Linked DNA regions of Columba livia: all the other regions are linked to region 1. The links are chromatin contacts, called in public Hi-C maps. All regions are on one chromosome and are shown on one strand. Each heading gives the region's core, a stretch centred on a gene start, on an enhancer-like site or on the middle of the called end of the contact. The rest is flanking DNA. Distances are from core to core; before and after follow the strand shown.

Evidence for each region. A called contact is a pair of places that touch in the nucleus more often than the background predicts.
Region 2: a contact with region 1 is called in a Hi-C map of liver, with 2.0 times the contacts expected there. The contact joins the promoter of VPS18 here to the promoter of SLC35C1 in region 1. A contact is called at or near these places in 2 of 2 Hi-C or Micro-C datasets (crop and liver).
Region 3: a contact with region 1 is called in a Hi-C map of crop, with 5 times the contacts expected there. The contact joins the enhancer-like site here to the promoter of SLC35C1 in region 1. A contact is called at or near these places in 2 of 2 Hi-C or Micro-C datasets (crop and liver).

What each region holds. Positions count from the first base shown.
Region 1 is chr5:42,153,777-42,157,304 of bColLiv1.pat.W.v2, reverse strand. SLC35C1 (solute carrier family 35 member C1) reads right to left here and starts at 1,639. Exons shown (of 3, transcript XM_065064667.1): 1 at 1,510-1,639; 2 at 875-1,410. The coding sequence starts at 1,601.
Region 2 is chr5:41,747,990-41,751,517 of bColLiv1.pat.W.v2, reverse strand. VPS18 (VPS18 core subunit of CORVET and HOPS complexes) reads left to right here and starts at 1,717. Exons shown (of 5, transcript XM_005502199.3): 1 at 1,717-1,908. The coding sequence starts at 1,818.
Region 3 is chr5:41,891,611-41,895,138 of bColLiv1.pat.W.v2, reverse strand. The region is part of intron 2 of LOC102096178 (transmembrane protein 263-like); the gene reads right to left. Among named protein-coding and RNA genes, the nearest start is that of ZFYVE19, 56 kb to the right of the region's middle. Within about 2 kb of position 1,943, at least 1 of the 3 cell types and tissues checked has an H3K27ac peak away from gene starts, as active enhancers do.

The DNA.
Region 1 (3,528 bases), core at 390-2,889:
GTCCAACGCTCCCACAGCTAAAGGAGATAGAGCCAGGGGGAAGGGTTTAGAGAAACTGTGTATGGCTGGCAGATGCCATTGCCTCGGGCAATATCTGAACACAGGACTAGCTGAAGGCAATTGCTTGCAACACTTGGGTGGAAAAAACAGTAGTTCTGTTCCTGTTCACCTCTTCTATGGAGATGGGATTCTCCTGTCTCATTTTCATTCAAGTACATCTACTTGTCTAAGCACATTTCAGCACCAGGGGCATCTAAGTAACCCTCCAGTGAAAGTAGTTTTTGGCATTACCAATGCCATTGGAATTAAAGACTTACAAGCAATTCCCATTAAGTCTAGTTGATGCCCCCCCCTATGTCCTAACCACACAACCAGATCTTCTGGTTGTGTTTTATGCTTGGCTAGATCACTTAATCCTTCATCAGGCACTCAGCCCATCTGAATTGGCTGGCTCCATTGTATGGTCCCAACAGTGCTGACATAAATACTGTTATTGTTACCAAAGTTAATAATCAACAAACACTTGTGAACAGGGAGAAAGCCAACTGCTGGTTTATGGCCTTTGTTGGGGGAAAAAGGCAAAGTGAATTCAACTTCATTAGAGGGTAGAGAGCTTTTCAGTGCCCAAAGGTAAAGTGAACCCATGGTCAAATAAGAAAAAGATCCTTTCTTAACAACTCACCCACATCCTCCAGACATGCGAAGCGGATTGCCCAAGGCAGAGCAAGGCATGAACCCGCAACTACCCCACCTCACCAGGGAGCCGCCATGCACATGGGGATGGCTTCCCAAGGGGAAGACACCCCACCTCTGTCTCTCTGGGTTCCTGGGGCCGCCTGCAGGGTGGGTGCAGCCTCCTCCCACTCCCCCTCACCTATGATGACTCCGCAGGCCAGGAGGGCATAGATGGAGGTGGTCTGCTTGAGGAGCAGGTAGGAGAGCAGCACGTTGAAGACGGTGGTGAGGGAGCGTCCCACGTTGTAGAAAGCCACGCCGACGTGCTTGAGGCAGAGGTTGTTGGAAGTGACCATGCCGATGAAGACGACAGAGAGGGGCAGGACGCTGCGGGACACCTTGGGGTCGAGGCGGAGGGCGGGCAGGCCGGGGCAGGGAGGCCCGCAAGCCGCCCCCAGGCTCAGGCCCAGGCACAAGGCGGCCGTCAGAGCACACTGGAAGAAGGTGACGAAGAGGGGGGCGTCGAGGCGCAGCGAGGGGCTGTCCAGCAGGTACTTGTTGAGAAAGACCATGGCGATGGAGGTGAACCAGTACAGGCAGACCACCACGGCGATGCGCAGGGCCCGCAGCAGGAAGGGCGCCTGCTGGTCCCCGCCGCCCTCCGCCGGCAGCAGCGGGTCGGTGGCGCCGCCGCCCAGCGCCATCCGCAGGATGCCCGTCCGCGTCAGCTGCGCCCTGCTCATGGCGGGCACGGGACGTCAGCCGGCGGCTGTCGGCTGTCGACCCCCGCCCCGGCCCCCCCGCGGCCTCCCCCCCACCGATAGCCCCGCTCACCCGCTGCCGCCGCCGCCGGCCCCGCTCTCCCCGGAGCGCCGCGGCCCCGCCCGCCGCCCTTTATTCACGCCCCGCGCCGGCCGCGCCGCCATGTCGGGGGAGGACCCGGCCCCGCCGCCCCGCCCCGGGCCCGGCCGCGGCAGGCCGGGGAGCCCGGGGTGGAGAGCTGGCGGGGACAGCGAGGGCAATTAACAACCCGGGTAGTTTAGCGAAGGGCAATCAACTGAGCGCGTTTCCTCATGCACCCCCGTGCAGCCAGAAGCCAAGGGCTTGGCCAGGGACCGTGGGGGAAGCGCTGCGACATCGCAGGAGTTCATGGTGGTTTATGGCAGCCGGACGAGGTGATCGGCGCCCCGTTTGTCCGGGGGCGGCGGGGCCGGGCGTGCGGGAGGTACCTGGCAGCAGCCCCCGTGTGGGGAACAACACCTGCTCCACCAGCTCCTGTCAGTGTCACCGTGATGTGCTGGTTGAGTCCGGGTCTTGCGCATTCAGTGATTTTCTAACACAGATTTTGCCCACAGCCCACCACAAAGTACAGGTCCGTACTCTGCTACCTAAGCCTTGTTTACAGAAATGAAGTTCTAATTTTTGTGGAGGTGCATAAAGCCTTCCCAATATGACCTGAATGAAGTAAGACATGGTGACATCTGCAAACAGCTCGTGAGGACAGTACAGGGAGGCATGGGCTGCCTTATTCCTCTTCCTGCAGCAATAACTTTGAAATCTAATCAGGAGAATGTCACTGCCAATGCCGTTGACTACCCCAGTACTGACGAGCAGCCTGTGCTGAACTCTGCACCGCCCTGCTACATTGCAAGCAATACAGGAGCTAACTCCTGTCAAGGTGGCTTGCATTTTGGGGTAACCTGTGCACGTCGTCCTGCTAAAACAGTTACCCCACAGGTCCCAAATCATTCTGGGTATAAAAGACCCATCTGCCCATACTCACATGCCAAAAGGTCCCACCTTCCCTTAATGGTGCTTTGTAACAAAGGGGTCTTTTCAAATACCAAACCAGCATGCTGTGGATTCAAACTGCAGAACAAAATAAATCTAAATTAATACCAGGTTCCATGTGGTTGGGGGTCGCAGTGGTGCGTTCAGTGTCAAACATTGGTAAGTATGATCCCCCACTCCTTATTTCAGCTGAGACTGCTGCAAAATGTCTGGTCCGCAATGTCCTGGGGCCCAGCAATTCACAGAGAGCACAATTAAGGGGATTTCAGAGGCGAGGACAGTGATGTTAATTGCCCGCATAGCGGCCATGCTCCTGCAGTCAAGGACAGAAGCATGGCAAGCGTTGTGGGGAAATTATGTACTTCATTAGACCAGTTGATGCAGCTGGAAAACATTTTGGACATAACACGCTTTTCTCAAACCTCTGAAATGGCACTTGATTTTTTTTCTCCCAGCTGCATCAGCTGGTTTCATAAAATATGTTGTCTTTTCTCATAGCCCTTTCCTTGTAAACAGGACATGGGCGGTGGGAACCACATTCCCTCTGGACAGAGAAAGTTGGTGCCTGGGTGTTTGCTCCAGACAGCCCAAGTACCCATTTCAGGGTGATGGAGAGCTCTGGGTATGTGCTGAGCACCAGCTCTCACCCCTGCACCTTGTGGTGGGCTGTCAGGTGCCTTTCCAGCCTGGTAGAGCCCTTCCAACCCCAAGCAAATTTTGCCTCCTCTCCTCACCCACCTCCCAGCTTGGCTGCCTGTGCAGGCAGCAGGGAGAGCCACAGTGGTGCATGGCATTTGTCTAAGTGCACACGGAGTGTGAGAGCAGATGGACACAGAGCTGGAAACAGCAGAGATTGTGACTCTGCAGAGGGGCTGGCACCAAGGCAGGAAAAGCTGCTGTTGATGTGCTGGAAATTACTAACCGCTGTCCCCTGTAGCTCAACCGTGCTTTGATTCTGCTGCCAGAAGTGCACCTGGCACTTACTCATTGCAAGCTTCCTATTCTGCGTGCCCTCCCATCCTCCTCCTTCCATTGCCTGGCCTTGCGCTTCTGTCCTAAACA
Region 2 (3,528 bases), core at 468-2,967, 410 kb after region 1:
AGCTGGACAGTCAGAACTTTGTGCACAAATTTCAATTTAGCCTGATTTCTAGACATATTTTGAAAGAGTTTATTTCCCCCTTACCAAATAACCCTTCAGTCTTCTACTGCTAAAATTTTGACACACACACAAGTATAAGCAGCATTGCTGAAGGCAACAGGGGAGAACCTCATCCACAATATTTAATGCACAAGCATTTTATTCTCATGCACAACTGTTTCTATTCTATTCTGATCTGAAATTAGGGGTCAAGCTATGCTCAACCCCGTTACACAAACATGAGCTGAAGCTGCAACCAGTGCAGAGGAGGACTACCTGGATGCTCCAGGAAACTAATGACCTCCTCTCTTTAAGAGGAAAAAGGAAAGAACATCTTGGTTTGGTAAATCCTGGATTTGGTACATCTGAATGAAGGCTATGATCGATGCATTGGAGTTTTGCAAATGCAATTAACACTCTAAAATCTCCTTTACACTAAGGGGCAGTGTTTGAAGAAGAACAAATGGATTCAGACTAGCCACAGCTTATGTCAGACTGGAAATCAGAGCTTGAAATCATGGGAGTAATCAGCATTTGGAACGAGCTGGACCAGTCAGGGTTAAAAATACCCACGCTTCAAGCCAGAGCTTGATAAGAACAGAGAAAGGACTATATGATGTGGTATCTGCAAGAGTGGGATCTGATAGTCCAAGAAGTCCCTTCCTACCTCATTACCCTAAACCTAATGAATTTGTGTGTACCCTTTGAGAAGCTGAAAGAGAACAGTTGCTGTTTATGATGATCAGGATGACTGGAGAGCAAAGGAATGTGGTTTTGTTGTTTTGGCTCACAGCTGCCACGTATAGAGGGTAAACAGCAGAGGCTGGGGCTGGGTCCCGGCTCCAGCCAGCGCTGGCAGGGAGGGTGAGTCAGGAAGAGCCATCTGATGTTTTTAGCAAAGCCGGCAGAGGTGACCCCATGGAGGGGCACCACAGGAGCCTCTGGGGACCCAGCTGGCATGGGACCTGCGTGTCTGTCCCAGCCCTGTGGAGAAGGCCTGGAGAAGGAACCCTAGCTTCTTGTGGGTGAGGTGTCCAGGGCCAGCACAGACAACAAGGAGCTGCCACTTTCTTGCTTGTGCAGAGGCAAGCACAGGCACCGCTGCTGGCCTTGCCTCGCTCGGGGTGGGAAGAACTCCTGCACCCTGTCATGGATGGATCCCTCTGTGCTGCAAGCTGTCCCGCACCCTGTGAAGCATTTCCCTGTTCCTTCCAAAAAGTGCTGTGAGGGTTCAATATGATATACAGTGTAATAACATACATACAGTATGTACATCTATATTCATTTTATATAGGATGAAACCCAAAAGTGTTGTGTAACGAATTAGTGTTTTTGTTAATGCCATTGCTATAAATTCAGCTAGTTTAATCTCGAGGATGAGGCTAGAACAACGGCCCTTAAGCACTATTTAGTACTCCAGAACCTCAGCTCTGAATTCCTATTTCGTGACACACAAGCCGGGTTCTAATCTAGAAAGCTGGGATAAACTCGCAGAGCAAATCTAGCACAGTTCACGCACAGCCTTACGCTGCATCGCCATATGCTTTGCCACAATCATAATCTTAGCAACAAACCTAACATTTTACTGCCCCACGCCCCATATTTGACGGTCACCCCTTCTCTCAAGGGGACTCTCCACCCCGGCGGAGGGGCGGGGCAGTGGCGCAGGCGCAGTGCGCGCCGGACGGCCACGTGACACGGGTCAGCTGAGCGTTGGCGGAAGTGGCCGGTGCGGGGTTGGGGTGCCCGTGGCCGTTGACGGGTGCCCGTTGGCCGCCATGGCCTCCATCCTGGACGAGTACGAGGATTCCCTGTACCGCTCCGCCTCAGTGCAGCAGAGCCGCGCCAGCGTGGGCATCCCGCACTCCGGTAGGTGCGCGGCGGCGCCCACGCAGCCCTCTGCCCATGCTGGCCCCGGGGGCAGCGCGGCCCTGAGGTTACAGCCAGGCCCTGGGCACGTCGTGTCCCCCCCGTCCGCCCAGGGGAGGTCTAGGCCCGGTGTCCGGCCGTCTGGAGGCCTGCTCCCCCCAGTAGTCCCTCTGCGGGGCCTCCAGTGCGCAGGGAGCCCCGCTATGGGTTTCCCTGCAGGGAAGGGGAGGCAAGGTGGCAGTTCCTTAGCTGGGGGCGGGCTGAGGAGTGGTGGATGTCAGGCTGAGGGGAATGCTTCCAGTAAAAAAGTGTATCACCGCGTATGTGGTGTAACATTCAGATGCGATTTGTTTTGCCATCATTTGCTGTGTGAAATGTTTTGACGCAAGGGACACTCAATTCCTGATGAAGCTCAGGGGTGGTGCAGGGCATCCTAGCAAAACTGACGTGCTGGTTATCCGTGGGAGGGCTTCATAAGGCCATACCTGCCTGTGCTGTGAAGTGGCATGTGGTGGAAACGTGTGTACGTGAACTGGCCTGCCTTTGTAGTCACAAGTTATAACCACGCCTCAGAACTACTTGGTTCAGAGCTGTGGTAGTTGTCTGACATTGTCTCATCAGCTTGCTTCCTTTTTTTTCCCCCCTTCATCCTCTCTGAGGAACTCAGCTGTTATGGCCACAGTATTCTGGATGTGGGCACAGTTGTACCTGCCTGGAATTAGTTTCCTAACCCAGGTGCAGTTTGCCAAAGGCATCATTGTTTGGAATGTTTCCTCTAGGCTGACTACATGAGGGCAAGGTTACTGCTGAAAAGAATTACCAAGAAAGCAATCTATATCACTATTAAACTTTTCTGTTAAGATCTGTGAAGCTTTGATATACTGCAGTGTCCAGGGAGGTGTCCAATCAATGTAAAGTAACAGTGTGATGGTGAGCCAGTTGTTCCTTTCATGTGCGAGAAAGTATACAAATGGCAAGCATATACTGTGATAAGTTCAAGGTTTATTAGGTTCTATAATTGTTCCCTCTTAGATGACACATCACAACGTTTTTTTGAGTATAACAGGGAAATACAAGTTATGAGCGGATTCTGTTCTGCCTGGTCTTGTCATGGTCGCACCAGCTGCCATGCAGAGCTGGCATTTTTGAGTTTGGAAATGCATGGATGCATTCTTTGATGATTTTTCTTCATATGGTGTTGCCCACTGTTAACCTTTGGGGAAACCAGCTTGTGAGGTTTACATATGTGCTAAGAATTGGTGAGTTATGTCATATTATGTATATTCTTGAGTATAAATACACAGAATTTCTCTAAGTACTGAGGTAGGTATGTTCCCTGTGTTTGTTTTAGCATGTGTAGTTATTTTGTTGTGTAATGTTAGATAAAAATAATTGTCCTGATTAGATGTTGTGCAAAACAGTGTTGGGACAAGCTGTATTACTGAAAATAAATTTTCAAGGACTCAGCTTTTCTTGTTTACTGCTGCAACACTGTCTTTAGTCATGACTGTCTTACAGTTGAGAAATCTATTTGCTGACAACTGATCTTGGAAAATGGAGTTTTGGTAACTACTTAAATGCAAAGGAACAGCCTAATCAGGATTTTAATTATTCTTAAAT
Region 3 (3,528 bases), core at 694-3,193, 260 kb after region 1:
CAAATATGCATTCCCAAAACATGTAACATTTAGCAGTTTGATGGAGTAAAGCTACTTTTCCCATAAGAATTAGTATAAAAGGTGAAGACTATATGCAGGACCTTCAGAAAGATACTTTAAACACACAGAGATAGTACCTATAAGGCAGAGCATCACAGAATGGTTTAGGTTGGGAAGGACCTCTAGAGATCAGTCATCTGGTCCAACTTCCCTGCTCAAACATGGTCACTTTAATCAGGCTACACAAGACCATGTCCAGACAGCTTTTTAGTATTTCCAAGGTAGGAGACTAAACAACCTCTCTGGGCAACCCATTCCAGTGCTTGGTCACTCCCACCGTGAATAAGTGTTTCCTTAGCTTCAGCTGTGTTTCAGTTCATGTATACACTGATAAGTTCCCACCTGATCCTCCTCTAGGCTGAATAGTCCCAGTTCTCTCAGCCTTTCCTCATAGGAGAGATGCTCCAGTCTCTTAATTGTCTTTGTGGCCCTTTGCTGGGCTCTTTCCAGTATGTTCATGTCTGTCTCATACTGGGGAATCCAGAACTGGACACAGTACTCCAGGTGTGGCCTCACCAGTGCTGAATATAGGGGACAGATCACTCCCCTCAATGCACTGGAAGCAGGATGAAGAAGCAGGAATAAGGTCAGGGTCACTGATTCATCAAATACAAGAGATCAAGATCTGAGTTGTCCAGCAAAGCAGATGCTGGTGTTTCATAACTTATCATGCTACAGAAGATTTAATCACCATCAGATTTCATTGCCATCACCTTCCTTGGGTAATTCAATGGAAAATAACAGAAAAGCAACGCAATTATAACAATTAACAGTGCACTGTATTAAGTGATCACCAACAGAACTCGGAAATGGCGAATAAAGAAGCAGCAACAGCTATAGCAAGGTGTTGCTGTACTTGGGTAACTGAATCTGGTTCTCTCACTATGATCAGAGCGTGATTTAACAGCAATCGTTCAAGATCACCAAGAATCTACCTGTAAGTAGCTCAGTGCTCAAACACACGGTGACACAGAGCAGCCGTGCTGAATCCTTGCAAAGAGGAGAGCATTTCAAACCATTTAAAACAGAGTTGCTCCTCTCCAGAGATCACTGTCCTTCACTGGTGGTGGTAATTCTGCACACACAGCCTTCCCTGAGAAGTGTGGAGCACACTAGCCTCAGCAGCACTCCAAATGCTAATTAATACTGCTCCCGCATGCTTGCCTAAGTGGGGGGGAGGGGGGAAAGAAAAAGTATGTTAACAAGATCAAAAAGAAAGGACAGATGAAGGGAGAGTAAAATATAAAAGTGTGGCTTGAGCAGATGAATCATGGAGCTGAGAGATAAAATATCATTTGGGGATAAACAGCCTTCCTGCGGCAGGAAGTGTGGAAAGCTTCCCTGGTAATGTCACAAAGTAGCTTACGGGCAAGGAGTTAATAGGTTTAAATACTTTCTCCGGCTGCCCGGATTGTGCGCAGGCGGTGTTCGAACCCCGCTCCTGCCGCCGGAGCGCGGGCAGCGCCGGAGCGGGGACGACGCGCCGCGAGGGGCATTGCCGGGCCTGCAGCGCCCCCCCGCGGCCGCAGCGGGGCACCTCCCGCCGCCCGCCCGCGCTCCACGGGCACAGACACCGCTCGGGACGGCCCGCGGCTCACCCACCGGGTTTGGCTTCCCCGCTTCAGGACGGGACACGGTGCACCAATGCCACTGATAACAGCGCGTCTCCATTACAAAATAAAAAGCCTTTTTTGACATCCAGTATCACTTAGAGGATCTTACATCAGCTGTACTTATTTACTCTTTTGGCTTACTTAAATATAAAAAACTCTAACTTTGACAGTAGATAAAATAAATGGATTCACATCACACACAGATACTAGCCTCTGCCTTGGTTACCTTTCAGGGATTTCCTGGCTAACCTCCTTTTTAAACCACAAAACTTTCTCTTGTTTCAAATATTGGTAGGCTGCCACACCACACCCAAAACCAATGCTCACTATACTTTACTACTTGTTACCCACACAGTCACTTCTTTAATTTAGTTATGTAAAATTGCCCCTTTATTTGCAGAAGTCCATATGCAACACTGTTCAGAAAGATGACGATCCCTGAAGGGTAACCTCTTTTTTTTTTTTTTTTTACTGCAATATTTATAGAGCACAGTGCTTCCAATTCCCCTCCTTTGAGGAGGGGAGTAAATATGCAGGGCAAGCTAGAAAACGAAGCCACTGTGATGCAATCTGGTGAAATAATGGATTGTGTTAGAAAGAGACAGACTCTGGAGAGCTTCCCATCCCTTACGCACTCATTACCAGAAGGCGAGCAGACACAGTCTCCAATTCATAGATCCCAGGAAACAAAAGTGCAGCAGTCATGACAACATGGTTCATTTACTTGTTGCAAAGCATTTGATTTAACTAGGAAAGTTCTATCAGAAGAAAACAGAAATCAGTAGTAGAGCAACAATAAGACGACAGTACTTAATGACATTTAATAGTAAAAGAACTTCAGAGATCTGTTTCTTTCATGGGGTATTTGTAATCACTCCTGCATCTACATGATTGAAGACTCCTGTTACCGAGCTCCACTAATACACTGAGCTGTAAGTTCAGCATCATCCTGACAGCCCTTTTTCAGCAGCAATTTTTCCATCTCTTCTCCCAAGCAAACTCTAGGTTCAGTTGTGCTCTCAGTATCCCTTCTATTTTGTTAATGTCACCGTAAATTTTAAAAGTACATACTGAGCTCAGACTTTAAAAGAACTCACAGTATCTACTGTAGCATTGCTTAACCACACCAGCTCAACTGTTAAAAGTTCTTTTTCCTCACATCAGAAAAATCACCATCTCCAGAGCACATACTACTCCTAGACCTCGCAACAAGACACAGAAGTGGAATATTAATACTGACATTTTTCATCCTCGTTCAAACCAGCAGGGTTGCAAGCAGAAGCAAATACTTTCAATTACAAAAATTTGGCTTGCAAAAATACTTAGCCACATTTTTAAAAACCCTTTCTGATTACACAATTCAAAGCCATTGTCTACAATCTAAGACTATTCCTGATAAACTGATGAGACAAGATGATCTCCTGTGTTTTACATTCCAGGATACGGTCCCTAGGCTCATGTAATCATCAGCTCAAGCTAGTAACCAGAATCCTTACTTCAACAATGCATTGTCATTACATGCTGACTTGGCATTACTTACAAAGGAAAAGGCTTAGAGAAAAAAAATTAAAAATATCAAGATTACCTCATATATATATATATATATATCTTACAACATCTTCCACATTTATTTCCTTCTGAATTTACAGTAGCTACAAAAAAAGAAACCTGCTTTTCACTTACCTCTATATACTGTAATTGCCAACATGGAGTATATGAAATGGTAGAACAGGAAATCACAACTTAATGGGAAAACGCTAACAAGATGCTCAACAAGAGGATATAGAGCAGCAAATTCCTAAAACCATCTACTTCGTTCATATTCCCTTTAAGTACGGCTGTCAATATAGATGCT